3 separate regions of the Rattus norvegicus genome follow, and regions 2 and 3 are each linked to region 1. A link is a contact called in public Hi-C data. All regions are on one chromosome and are shown on one strand. Each heading gives the region's core, a stretch centred on a gene start, on an enhancer-like site or on the middle of the called end of the contact. The rest is flanking DNA. Distances are from core to core; before and after follow the strand shown.

What was found. A called contact is a pair of places that touch in the nucleus more often than the background predicts.
Region 2: a contact with region 1 is called in a Hi-C map of mammary epithelial cells, with 4 times the contacts expected there. The contact joins the promoter of Lyrm9 here to the promoter of Nlk in region 1. A contact is called at or near these places in 2 of 12 Hi-C or Micro-C datasets (frontal cortex and mammary epithelial cells) and 1 of 1 datasets of contacts at active chromatin or transcription factors (oligodendrocytes).
Region 3: a contact with region 1 is called in a Hi-C map of Schwann cells, with 2.7 times the contacts expected there. The contact joins the enhancer-like site here to the promoter of Nlk in region 1. A contact is called at or near these places in 4 of 12 Hi-C or Micro-C datasets (the A7r5 cell line, the Rat2 cell line, Schwann cells and 1 more).

The regions. Positions count from the first base shown.
Region 1 is chr10:64,086,278-64,090,975 of GRCr8, forward strand. Nlk (nemo like kinase) reads right to left here and starts at 2,611. Exons shown (of 11, transcript NM_001191924.3): 1 at 990-2,611. The coding sequence starts at 1,447.
Region 2 is chr10:64,221,382-64,226,079 of GRCr8, forward strand. It overlaps Lyrm9 (LYR motif containing 9), which reads left to right and starts at 2,382. Exons shown (of 4, transcript NM_001173471.1): 1 at 2,382-2,429. Lyrm9l1 (LYR motif containing 9 like 1) reads right to left here and starts at 4,093. Exons shown (of 2, transcript XM_039087352.1): 1 at 3,145-4,093; 2 at 1,409-2,708. The coding sequence starts at 3,166. The coding sequence ends at 2,290.
Region 3 is chr10:63,956,795-63,961,492 of GRCr8, forward strand. It overlaps the pseudogene LOC120095392. Among named protein-coding and RNA genes, the nearest start is that of Tmem97, 14 kb to the left of the region's middle. Within about 2 kb of position 2,412, at least 4 of the 93 cell types and tissues checked have an H3K27ac peak or open chromatin away from gene starts, as enhancers often do.

The sequences.
Region 1 (4,698 bases), core at 1,361-3,860:
AGAGTTCTTTTTGTGATGGGGACTTTCCTGGACATTAAGAATCTATGTTTGCATGCCCTGAAAACATGAAATCATCTCTCCACACTGGAGTGGTTAATCCTTGGGAGGAAAAACTAAAAAAACAAAACAAAAACAACTCGGTTCATTCTGTATTTGCTAAAAATAAATGCACTATAAGCCACCAATCTTCCTAAGGAGGGCAAATAAACAAAGATGCTGCATTTAACAAATCTTTAGACTTTTAAACATCTGACCATTAACAAAAGTTAAAGCAGTTTCATTTGTTAAAGATACACTTCCCACCATAGCAACTGGCCAATAGTCAGTGACACATTACATCGAATGTGGGCCACTGTGTAGCTCCAGTCTACTAACCTCATTTGTGCTACTCATGTGTGATGCTATATTTAATGCATTCTTATCAGAAGGCTAAGCTACATACTTCCCAACTTTAGCTTTATGGTTTAAAATAAAACTACTCAAGTAATGATTTCTAACTGGTTCGACAAGGAAACCTACCTTTCTTCCCAGGGTCAAGATCACAAAATAAGGTATGAAAAGATGTAGTGGGCAGGAAAGTTGACTTCATTAAGTACATTCTGCTGGGGACTAGTATAAAGAAATCAAGCTGGGGGGCCAGTTGTTGACACCTGCTAACCCAGCAGCCAATCCAAACTACCACATTTGAGACGGCCAAGGTCTTTGTAGGAGGTATTTACATTTAATTACTGATCTTACACTTACTGAGGTTCTTGACAGGCAAGTTTAATAGTCTGCAAACTTGTGGAGAAAATGCTCCACTACCATGTGCCATGACTCAAAATGCACGAGCCTGGACAGCCAAGGCATCAGGCCTCATCGTCATCAATGAGGATGGCTTCCTCGGGTTGAGTTGAGAAGCTTGCTCTACTTTGGTCAAGACGGAGTAAAACCAATGAAGCATGGCTTGCCCGGTGAGAACCGTGTGGAGTGGTGTTTTTGATACTCACCAGACAACACCAAAGGCTCCATATCCAATAGGTCTATCCGGCTCAATGTCCAGCTGCTGTTGCGGATGATGCGAGTGCTGATGATGGTGCGCCTTAACTGTAGCAGCTGCAGCAGCCTGTACCTGAGCTGGGGCTGCTGCAGCTGGCCCAGGAGCCTGACCAGGTGCCGGTGATGGGAAATATGGCTGTTGTTGCCCAGGGTTTAACATGGCTGCGGCCGCAGCTGCCGCTGCGGCTGCCGCAGCTGCCGAAGACGTATGCTGCTGTACAGGGTGTACAGCAGCAGCCGACCCCGGATGAAGGTGGTGTTGAGGGTGGTGGTGGTGGTGAAGGTGAGGAGGAGGAAGGTGTGGAAGGTGGTGGTGATGGTGGTGGTGGTGACCTGCTGCTGCTGCAGATGTACCGCCATTGTAAGCCGCCATCATTTTTGCGTTGGCTCGTGTGCCACAAAGAGACATTCAAAAAAATGCCCTTTGATTGGAAAGCAAACTGGGTCAAGCTGTCATTTGGCCATTTAAAAAATGAAGAAAAACCACTCACTCCACCTCAAAAAACATAGAGCGGAACTGGCTTTATGTCTTCATCAGTCAATCCAGACAAGTTGGAGGATCTTGGGTGTTCGATTTTTGGGTGAGAGTGTGGAAGGGTGTGGGTTGTCAAAATAAAAGTTAAGAACATAAAATAAGAAGAAAAAAAAAAAGGAAAAGAAAAAGGGAAAAGGGCCCCTTCCCCCCAGGATTCCTGCTACAAGTGGATACTAAAACTCCATTCTTAATGGGGGGGAGGTTCCAACTTTGAATGTGGGAATAAAGGCCAAACCTCCCGACCCCCTGAACTCCACACACGAAAAAGATCTGGTAAGACGCCACCCTTGGAATCTTGTAAGAGGGTTGACTCATCTACCCCTTCCATTCCCACATCCTTTTCTAAACACCTCCCACCTCCTCAAAAACACAATTAAAAAAAAAAAAATCCAACCACTCTAAATCAAAAAAGATGAGGGGAAATTATCAGGGAAACCAGCGTCTAGCTTCCCTCCCCTCGAACTCTCAGGCCTTCCTACATCTCCCCCTACTCCGAGTCTGGTTGACCCGACTGAGGGGGTTTGGGGAGATGTACCAAACTTTCCTGGGCAGAATGAGCCAGGGAAGGAGGCTGGAGGAAGAGAGTGAGGCGAGGAGGCGACAGGCAGGACAGAAGAGGAGAGAGAGAACCCCGGCAAAAGTGAAGGGAAGAAGGTGCAGGGAGGGAATGAAAGAGCGGTGGGCAGCACTCGGACGCCCAGACACAGGGAACCGCCCCGGAGGAGGTTAGGGTCCCGGGGCCAAAGAATAGGAGCCCCGGGAAGCGGGCGGGGGACGGTCGGAAGCAGGCTGACTCCTGCCCCCGCCGCCGCCGGCTGCTTGTGCTGAGGAGGGTTGGGGGGGAGAGCGGGTGGGTCCCCCGCGCGACGGCCCCTGCAGGGCTCAAGGCTGCTCCGTCTCCCCCCCTCCCCCCCACCCGGCTTCCGTGCCCACGGTTGCTTTCTCCACAGCCGCCGTGACCGCTTTCTCTTCAGCCGCCGCCTTCTCAGCCGCCGGTGCCGCCGCGGCCGGACTCACCTCCCCTAGCAAAGCCGGATAGAGCGGAGCCAGCGGCGGACACGCGCAACCAGCCGCCGAGGCCCCGCCCCCGCCTCACACTGACCGGCTGCCCTAGCCAATCCACGCCCACCTGTCCGCGCCCGCCTCCAATCCCTGGCCGGAAGCTTCAGACAGGCGCACTGTTCGACCAGTGGCAACCAGGTGTGGGTCTCCTGGGGAAATCCCGCCCTCGGTTCGGGATGGGCAGACAGATAGACCAATAAAAAGGCAAGTCTTGGCCTGACGGACAAGACTGTAAGCCAATTAAAAATCAAAGATCTCCGTGACTTTTTTTTTTTCTTCTTTCGCCTCTCTCCTCTTTTCTTTTTCTTCTTTTATTTTTTTGACAAGAGCAGGAAGCTGCGTGCTAATCCCGCCTGCAAAAGCTAGAAGAGAGGGGCGGAATGAAAAAAAAAACCAATCATGAGCCAGGAACAAAGAACAGAGAAACCAATCCTTGGGTTGAAGACTAAGTGGGATGAAACTGAGTACAGATAGATATATAATTGAACAAATGGGGCAAAAAAAAGATTGACATAGGTCCCGCCTTTCTATGTCCCATTGGACAGGATTGTGGAGAATTTGCTGTCATATCAGAGACGACATCTTCAGGAGGCGGGGCAAATAGAGGGGTGTGGTTTGATGTGGGCGGGACTTAGGCGAAGAAGGCGGAGTCCAAATTATGACTGGTCCATTGATAGGAGCCATCTACAACTCTATCTAGGGTAGAAGATAGGGAAAAAATAGGAGAAGCAAAAGGCATGTTAAGCTTCAGAAACTCAAGATTTCAAGAAACTAAGATTCAAGGTTTCTTAATACGAAACAAAATAGATTCATCAGTTAAGCTTAATTTTGACCAAAAAGAGGCTTTATTTTCAGCATGCGCGGATTGCAAAATTTATACAAATTAAAACCCAAAAAAGTTGAAGCCTCTAAACAGTAATATTGTCCCAAAGTTTTCTGGTCAAGTAAGTTCCATTCATTGAAATTTTACTAGAATCTTTGATACTACTTTACTTGATCTAAATTTACTCTTAAATACTAGGCTAGCAAACATTATGCTTAATAAAACTGTATCTCAAAACCTGCAGGTCATTTTTGATACCTCTTTTGCCTGACCACTCCTCCATTTCCTATCAAGAAAGTAGTCTTAAACACTTCTGAGCACCTCTCCATCCCTACTTACTCAATTCCCACAGCATTTCCTGACCTTAACACCAGTGGCCTACTTAATGAATCTTCCTGCCTACAGCTCTCTTTTAGCTAATGGGCTGTTGAGGACATAGTAAACTTTCCAGCTCCCATCATCTGTAAATTTGTTGGCTAAACTAAGAAAGATAGTCATAGAGAGATTTCAAGGGAAAACATGAATCCATGAAAAATTCCAGGAACATGAATGATGGTATATTTCAAAGTTTACCATGATTTTGAAATGTAAGGAATTGATTTGGGTTGAGCTCCAGAGAAGTTTGCCATTGACTTGTATTCACAGAAATATAAACCAGACATAGTGTGGCCTTTAATTCCACCAGAGGTAGGTGGGTCTCTGTGAGTTCAAGGTCAACCTGGTCTACAAAGAAAGTCCCAGGATACCTAGGGCTACATAGAGACATCCTGTCTCAAACCAAACAAACATAAGTGTGATAAAGAATAGTTTTCTCTTGGTAAACAAACAATTTACAAACAAGTAAATAAATAAAGAAAAGAATTCATCAGTCTATTTTTATCTGAGGTTTTGGTTTCTACGATTTTGTCTTTCCATAGACAACTATAATTTTAAAAAAACATTCCATAGCAAATTTCAAAAGTGAACACATTTTAAAAGGCACACCTTTCTAAGTAGTGGAATGAAATTGAGACTTAGTGCTTTTAGTCACTGGATCGACTCCCATGGTATTGCAGGGTTTGTGTGCAAACAGCCTTCTGGGACAGTCTATGACTGCTTCACCAAGCCCAAGTCATTTGTCCTCCACTCATCTTGTCACATAGGCTTTGTATCATCCCCATTCATCACATGAGACACTGGGAGGACAGTTTTTGAAATCAAGGACACAAACCATATCACTTGTATCACAGTACACAGAATG
Region 2 (4,698 bases), core at 1,132-3,631, 130 kb after region 1:
TGTGGTTCTGAGGGAAGCTGGTAGAGCATGGCCGTGTAGTTCTGAGGGAAGCTGGTAAATTCCCCAGTGAGGAGGAATCTCCTCCGTGGCCAACTCTTGAGCGATAAATTTCTTAAGCAAAGGGTTTTTTTGAATTCCATTGATCTGTAAATACATGCAAGGGCGCCCAGCTGCTGAAATTTCAGGCTAGAAGCAAATGACAGAATAAGAATAGCTGGGTTTTCATTAGAGTGTGGACCTGGTGTCATGTCAGTGAATACTTGGACTGGTAAGAATTTTTTTAGTTTTACTACAGAAATGAAATCTAGGGCTGGAGAGATGGCTCAGTGGTTAAGAGCACTGACTGCTCTTCCAGAGGTCCTGAGTTCAATTCCCAGCAACCACATGGTGGCTCGCAACCATCTGTAATGGGATCTGATGCCCTCTTCTGGTGTGTCCGAGGACAGCTACAGTGTACTCATATACATAAGATAAATAAATCTTAAAAAAAAAAAAGAAACGGAATCTAAAGTTTCTGTAAGGTTAATAAGAATCACTCTTGATTATTTGTTTTTGCTTTTGGTTTTCTTTCTCTTTCTTCCTTTTTTTTTTTTTTTGGTTTTGTTTGTGTTTTCCTAAGACAAAACAGCCCTGTTTCTTTGTGTAACAGACTTAGCTGTCCTGAAACTCGATTTGTAGAGCAGACTGGCCTTGAACTCACAGAGATCCACCTGCCTCTGCCTCCGGAGTGTTGGGATTAAAGGTGTGCACTTCCACACCTGGTTTGGATTATTCTTAAATCCAGGTTATCAGTGTGACTCGGTAAAAGAAAGGAAGTTGTTATGCACATCTCTCCCTCAGGCAAATGGTTTTTTCCTTTTCTGTTCTTGTTTTGTGCTGCCTAGTTGTTGACCAAGAGTTTTCTGAGAAAGATAAATGTTGTATCTCTGTAAAGACAGGAGTAACACAAGGACAAGGGAAGGTGGAGCCTTTTGGAGGTAAAGCTAACAGCTTGCTTCTTGAATATTTTATGATCTAGGTATTAGAATGAGGCTTCTGAAGCAGGAACACAGAGATCTAGGAACAAAAGAGTGGGGCTGAGAGAACAGACTGAAATTTCTTAAAAATATGAAAGGATCTTAATGTTGAATGAGAGAGTGGATTGGCGTCCCAGCAGGTTGCTCCTAGTAAGGGCTCTAAAAGTGTAATGATTTATTGATTGGATCTGCACTAATGACATGCCGTGATTATGCATGGGTAAATAAGAAGGCTGATTTATGAGGGTGCAATTGGATCTTTCAGATATATTTGGTCCAAGTCTACATATTGAAAATAAATGAAGGTAATTACTTGGGTATTCCAGAGGAAGAGTCCTCCCACACAGATTTGAAGACAGGGTAGTGTGTTAGCTAAGGAGGAGGAAGGGGGATGCTTTGTGTGTATGGTTGTGGGGACAGACGGTGGGGTTCTAGAAGAATCAGGGAAAGGAAAAAGTTCTGTTAAGAAATAGCCCCTCCTTCCTAAGAGGAAGAAAAATAGATTTCTGAGTGCTGCTGGACACAATGTTTTCTTTTTAAAAATGAAGAAACAAAATAAAAGAAATTGTCTTGTTAAAGCAACTACAGGAGGAGTGTGTGTAAGGAAACCAGCTTTTCATTACAGGTAGATTTAAAAAACCCCGGAGAAGAGAGATAAAGAGAAGCAATGTTATCCACCGGTACCCTTGCTGCCTTTCAGACAGCGTCCCAGAGAAGCTGGAAGCTTCATTGAACAGGGCGTTTGTCTCCTGAAAAAAGACTCGTCTTTATTTCTTTCAGGATATAAAACTTGTATTTAAATCAATTCAGAGAAGCATTCTGACTTTAAACACGCGCGAGTTGGGAGAGCCCGTTTAATGAAACAGCATTATTTCATTTTCAAAGAATGATCCTGGCAGTAGCTGCAAGTTAAGATTCTGTATTCTTTCCCTCGATTATAATTATAGCAGAGTCTGAAAGGAAGCATGCCTATTACTGTCGTATGTATTCTTCTGACAGGTGTTGTGGGACTATAATTTGATGAAGTGACTCAAAATGAAGACTCCCTTCCAAACATAATTCCTGTCATCAACATGACAACAGGAAGGACACGTCCTTCAAGACGCCTTTACACAGGGTGCTTTAGGGCACCCCTAATATTCTATCCATTCGTGGGAATATGAGGAAGAGCTTGCCATTAGAGCTTGTATCCAAGGTAGTAAGGAAGACAAGGGAAAGCAGGCTGTGCACAGGTCTAGCCAACAGGGTGGGGTCGGATTTAGGAAGCCCGCACTCAGTAGGACCCCGAGTCCCTCGGGTGGCCCACAGAGGGCGCTCCGGTACCGGGCGGGGGCGGGGCTGCGCTTGCTTCCGCCGCGCAGGCGCAATCGTGTCGCTCGCGGTGTCTCGAGTTGGCGTCCGCCGGGAAGGCGGGTGAGCCACGCTGCGCGGGCCCTTGGGCGGAGACAAGGGGGGCGGCGGGGGCGGGCTGGGGATTACCGAGGCTTCCTGCAGTGCTGGGATCGGTGGAAGCCCTGGGGGCGATCTGCGGGCGCTCCAGGCTTTCCCCGAGAGCCGGCGACACCTGTCGCAGCCATAGTTGCAGTGCCGCGGAGGAGCGTGGGAGGCCGGGATGCGGTGTCGGAGGACGCCGGGAACTAGGTCTCCGCCATGTGCTGCTGGCATCTGCACTCGGCCGGGGCAGCCTCAGTTCTATGGTTTTCAAAGAGGAGACGTGCAGGAACATCCTGTTACTGGAATAATTTTGGTCTTTGCAATATATAACCCAATCTGACCTTGAACTCTTTTTTTAAAAAAAATATTTATTTATTTATTATGTACATCCATACAGCTTTCTGTCTGCATGTGTGCCTGCAGGCCAGAAGATGACCCCAGATCTCATTATAGATGGTTGTGAGCCACCATGTGGTTGCTGGGAATTGAACTCAGGACCTTTGGAAGAGCAGTCAGTGCTCTTAACCGCTGAGCCAACTCTCCAGCCCCGACCTTGAACTCTTAATCCTCCTGCCTCAACCTCCCAGAAATACTGGGATTCCCGGCCAGTGCTAAATTGCACACGTTTAATAACCTTTAGAATGTGCGTGCGCAGGTGTGCATCCACCGCCACTGTCTATTTTAGGACATTTACCTTCAAAGAGAACCATCTCCATTAGCTGGCAACACTCCTCTCCAGTGTCTTCCCTTTTCTCTGCACTAGGCAATCACTTAGCCGCTTTCCATAGATGTTGTTAGTTCTGAACATTTCACAGAAATAGAACTAATCATATGTAGCTCTGGTTATTTCCTGCGTCTTACATGCCTCCTTAAAGGCTCACACGTGGTAGCATATGTAAGCGCTTCATTCTCTTTATTACAGAATAATTTTCCGAGGTCTGCCTGGATCAGATTTTATCTTTCTATGCACCCAGTGATGCCCCCTGGGACTCATTTGAAGTCCTTACTATTACATACCTGTCTTCTGGGTATAAGATAATAGGGGCCAAAGAAAGAGAAGGATAAAGTGTGAAATATCCTTGGGTGGCACGTGGGAATTGGCCAGGAAGAGACTGATTAGTTTAGCTGCTCATCGGGAGCTAGGAACAGCCCAGTGGTAAAAAGGTTGTCAGGCACGGTCAAGCCCCAGGATTCATTTCCAGCATCCTCACCTCCCACAGGGGTGGACGCAAAGCTGGGACTGAAGGGTGTGCCAGTAGGAATGTAGGGAGGCTGGGCTGACCTTGGCTATGTGGGAGAGGGACGAGGGGAGGCAGGATTGTTGGAAGAACATAAATATGCCAGATGGAGCCCTAGGGTGGGCGGGGGCAGGGAGCAAACCATTCCTATTTTCAACTTTCTCCATCATGAAGATTAATTGCATATTTAAAAAATGGCTGGTGCAGGCTTAAATTTAGCTTTTATCAGCACTCAATTGGGTGTAATTTTCGGGTTATTTTCTGCAGTTCCATTACTTTTTTAAATGTATGAGTCTTTTTCCAATTATTTTTAGGTGACCCATGTTAGGACACAGGTGAGTGGTGAGAGCATTGAGCTTACCTGTCACTGAGTTCTTTCTTAGCACCGTGCCAGCCATGTCACCTGGCACCCAGGAAGTTCCCTTTAGCCTCCCTCACCCCCCAATAGGTCATGTTCTTTAAATTTTGTACGTCCATTTTGTTTCAGTTTTGAGACAGGATCCTGGATAGCCCAGGCTGACCTTGTTATGTAGCTTAGACTGAACCTTGAACTCCCAGGCTTCCTGTTTCTACCTCCTGAGTGCTTTTTCAGGGAGCTGTCACCAGACCCATTCAGTTTTGTGAGTGGGTGTAATGAGTGTGCGTTGTCAGGTGTGGATGTCAGAGGACAACTTTTGGGAATTGGTACTCTCCTGCCACCTTGTGGGATCCAGGTGCTTGAACTCAGATTGTAAGGCCTGTGTCTAAGTCATCCTATCTCTGTAAGATTGTGTGTGTGTGTGTGTGTGTGTGTGTGTAATTGACATTAGTCTGATTTCTTTTCCATCTATGTTTGAGAGAGTGCTACAATGCCATTGTATTTCTGAAAGGTCTGGAACAAAGATTTGTGGCTAAGTTGTGAATAATGGTCAAGTAAGCTTATCAGTGACTGAGGCTGTTTTTGCATAGGCCCAGGAGAGTTCTTTTTGGATGGGGTATTTTGTTTTAGTTCTGGGAACTTAATTCAGGGA
Region 3 (4,698 bases), core at 1,162-3,661, 130 kb before region 1:
CTGTGTGAATGCAGCCACAGACTGGCCAATGAGTAAATATGGCCAAATTCTAATTAAGCTTGAAGAAAACAGAGGTAAACTTCACTTATGGTGGCCATGTGCTCTTCAGGGACAAACCCAGGTGGCCATTAGGTAAGGGAAAAGAGAGCACAGATGTGTCACAACCTAGTTCTAAGGCCTTGGCCAGGAATTGGCAGCATACCAACCAGCCCCTCTCCCTCAGAGTGCATTTAGATAATTTAGTGAGACAATGCCCTCACTTTGCCACTAGGGGGCGTGCAAGTCCCGACTAGATGCATAGTTGCAGCCCTCGAGCTCCTGGTGCAGGTGGTTTCCCAGGCAGAATCTTGGTGACTCTCACCATGTCTGAATTTGTTACAGTCTTAGGAAAAGGTGTATAGAACGAATGACATTAATAAATTATTTCCCAACTAGGAGCCAACAACGTGGCAAAGACTAGCAATAGATATCACTGAATGTCATTTGCTAAAAAGGAAGATGTGATCGCAAACCTTTTTCTGTATGTGGGTTTGGCACCCAGGTCTGTAATCCTAATGCTTGGGAGGTGGAGGCAGGAGGATCACCAGTTCAAGGACAGATTCCATTACACAGCAAGTTCGAATCCAGCCTGGACACATGGGACTTTGCCTTAGTAAACAAACTCCTGGCTCTCCTGCTCCTGCTCTTTGCTTTTCTCTTCTCTGCTCTTGTGCCCTCTTCCCCTTGGTCCCTTCTCTCCCCGTTCCCCTCCACGCCCTTCCCTCCTCTTTTACTTCTCTCCTCTTCTACTCTTCTTTCATTAAACCTTTCCATGTGGGAAAAAAAAAAAAAAGAAAACAAACTTCTCCAGTTTGTCAGTTACTATTAGGGAAGAAGAGGTGGGGTTCTGGTAGAGTTCTGGTAACCATGCAATGCTGATCACATAATCATACAACTTATCCTCTCAAATAAGACAAGCTGTTTGTGCCCCCTGATGTGATGGAACAGGAGCAGACCACTCGTACAAAAAATCATCATACACCCCCCACATGCGCACACACACAGATGTGGAAATTATTCCTGAACATGACTTAGAGGGTTTTTGAGAGCACAAACAATGAAGCCTTCAGGAGTAGAGGAATTGCCACTTATCCAGGGGACAACTGGGAATATATTTCATTCTATGGCCTTTAGCTACTATGTCTTTAAATTCATCTGCATTAAACTTGGGGAAGCCCCACTTCTCTGAGATCTGGAGCTTCTAGTTAGGCCAAGGAACTTGAGCTTGGCTACGTGCAGGGTTTCAACCACATGTTCCTTAGTCTGAAGTTTGGTGTGGATGTACATGAGGTGGCCACTGTCCCCTGGGGCTTCCCAAAGGCACCCCTGTCGGGCCCAGACTGGGGACAACACTGAGTTCAGACCTGAATAGCCACCAGGAAATTGTCTCTAAGGCCTCTTGGGGTAACCCATGTAGGGAACAGGCTGTGAACAGCCCCAAAGGAGGCTGTTATTTGTAGCCAGGACACACAAGGCTGACAGTTTTTCCAAAGTTCAACAGGTATCTACATCCAAGGAAACAAACTGATTACATAAACCTGTCTTTTATCATGACAGCTGGCTCTGCCTGCTCAACTCCTTCCTTCTGCTTATTTTAAGATTTATTTATTCACTTTTGCATGGATATGGGCGCTCTGTTTGCACGCATGTCTGCACACCGGATCCCACTGGACTAGATACAGATGGTTGTAGCTGTCATGTGGGTGCTGGGGATTGAATTAAGGACCTGCAAAAGAGCGGCCAGTGCTCTAAATGGCTGGGCCGTCTCACTAGCCCTACCCTCTGCCTTTTCTACTAGCATTAAAAAGAAAACCAGTTCAAGCAAAAGACTCCTGATCCTGAATCTGAGGAAACAGCTTGCAGTGAAATGTGGAGGATAACTAGAGAATCTGAATAGATAATAAGGTACCGAGGTGATATTTCATTTGTTAAATTTCTTAAAATCTTGGAATAATTTACAGGCTGGAGAGAGAGCTCAACAGGTTAAGTACTTCCATGCAGCCCTGGTGACCTCGTTCAGTCCCTGGACGCCATTCTTCCCACCAGATGGGAGCTAGGATGATGAAAGAAAAAAAAAAAAAAAAAAAAAAAAAAAAAAAAAAAAAAAAAAAAAAAAAAAAAAAAGAAAAGGCTCAGGAATAGAGACAGACAGCAAATATAACAGGGGCTAGGGGTGGTAGTTTATACCATTACTCACAGCACTCAGGAGGGCAGCAGAGGCAGGTGGATTGCTCTGAGTTCCAGGCCAAACTGGTCTACACAGTGAGATCCTGCCTCAGACAAACAACTGAAGGGGAAAAGGTGGGGCTGGAGAGATGGCTCAGTGGTTAAGAGCACTAACTGCTCTTGCAGAGGACCTGGCTTCCATTTCCAGCACCGTATCAGCTCACAACTGTTTGTAACTCTAGCTTAGAGGAACGCAACGTCCTCCTCCAACCTCTGCAGGCGCCAGGCAGGAAAGTGCTGCACCGGCGCTGCATGAAGCTAAAACGTCCATCGCATTTATGGCTGGGACTAGGCTAGAGAGCTGGCTCAATGCTTAAGCTCTTGCCTAACACCTGGGAAGCCCTGAATGGAATCCTTAACACCGTGGGTGTGGGGGGGTGGGTGGGGAAAATGTCTATGCTCACACTAACTGCCATCAGCTCAGTCTCCTGTACCCGCTTCTCGAGCACAATGATAGGCAACGCTCCCCTTCCCTGCCCCCCAACTCATGAAAAATAATGTTCTTTTTAGAGTAGGCATTGTATTTTTTTTTTAAAAAAGACAAAGTCTCATTACACAGACTGTACATTTTTATTCCTCCTTTTCTTTACTAAAGATTTTGTTTTGTGTTTTGGGGGCAAGGTCTTCTAGCCCACCCTGGTCTTGAACTCATACCATAGTGAGTTCACTTAGTGTCAAGTCTGGTTCAGTCACCTCATCGCCTACCAGAATTTCTTTCTACTTTAAACCTGAGCAGTATTTTTTTTTTTTTTTTTTGGTTCTTTTTTTTCGGAGCTGGGGACCGTTGCGCTTCCTAGGTAAGCGCTCTACCACTGAGCTAAATCCCCAGCCCCAGCAGTATTCTTTATATGGACATACTCTAGCTTACTCCTTGACGGACATGAGGGTTTCCAGCTGTCCATCATTGGAGGTGATGCTATGAACACTGGTGTGTAGGTCAGAGCCATGGTTTTCTTTTTTAAAAGGATCTATTACTTCTCGTTATGTGTAGTTGTGTGTGTGTGTCGGGGGTGGATGTATGTGCACGTGTGTGGGTACCCTTGGAGGTTAGAGGTGTTGGATCCCTTTTGAGCTGGGCTACTGGTAGTTGTGAGTTGAGTGATGTGGTCAGGTCCTCTTCCAGAGCAGTCCTGAGTCTTAACCAGAGCCATCTCTCTAGCCCTACTTCTTCTTCTTTTTTTTTTTAATGTTTATAAGACAAAATTTAATGAAAATTGGTCAGTGGGTATATATAATCCATGGTGCTAGCCATATGCAACTGTCACAGAAATGGACACCAGAGGATGGTGAAATGTTACATATTGTCGTCATCTGATTCATCTTCTTCCTTCAAAGATTCCTTGGCATATTTCTCTGCTTCCTCTCTTACATCTTTGGGAACAATTTCATGTCTTCCTTTAGTTAATTCACCAACCCAGCTGAGCTCTAGTTCAAAAGCTTTATCCTTAACTTCATCATGTACTATGTAAATTATTTTTGCAACTTCTTTAACTACATCACAGCAGGTCATTTCCTTCATCTGAAGCTTTTCTATTTCTGTCTTTGCAGCTTGCCTGGCTTTGCCAGTGGCACAGCCCCAGTAACCATATGAAACACCTGATGGATCGATCATATAGAGCTGTGCACCATCATTCACACTGTAAGACCCCAACATGAAACTGCAGCCAAAAGGTCTAACAGCACTGTAGAGTGTATACGCGTGTACATACATGGCCACTCTGTCTGCAAGATGTTTTAGAGGAATGTTATAGCCAAAGTTAGACCTAAAGTTGGACGCTTCTTCTCTTGCTATGTCTGCCAAGGAACGAGCATCTGCCAACAAACCTGCCACTGCCATTCCAACATGTCGATCAACATTGAAAAGACGTTTATTGGAGCCTTCTTCATAAAGTTTAGAAAGGACTAGTTTTTCTACCCCAAACACAACACCGTCTTTACATCTGATCCCAATAGCTGTACTACTGTTTTCCACAGCCTTCATAGCATATTCAACTTGGAAAACTCTTCCATCAGGAGAGAATGTAGAGGCTGACAGGTCATACCCAGTGCCAATGGAGCTCATGGTGCTGACCCGGCAGGCCACAGAACGCTTCCAGGCCTCAAGCGCCGCTCCTAAGCCGCACACTCTAGCCCTACTTCTTACAATGGTAAACCCAGAGCTGAGCCCTATGCTTACTTTGTTTCTGGAGGAACCGACTGCTTCTCAAACTGCCACGCCATTTACATTCCCATCAGCCATCCCCAGGGCTTCCAACTTCTCCATATCCTTGCCAACACTGGTGCAACATTTTTTTGACATGTTTTAATCTTTTACTTTAAATATATTTCGCTCGAACTTTTAGGCTACAGATGCAGGTTATTTATAATTATGGAAAACGTACACCATATAAACTGTAAGATCTTCATTGGCCAAGCAGGCGATCAAAACAGATT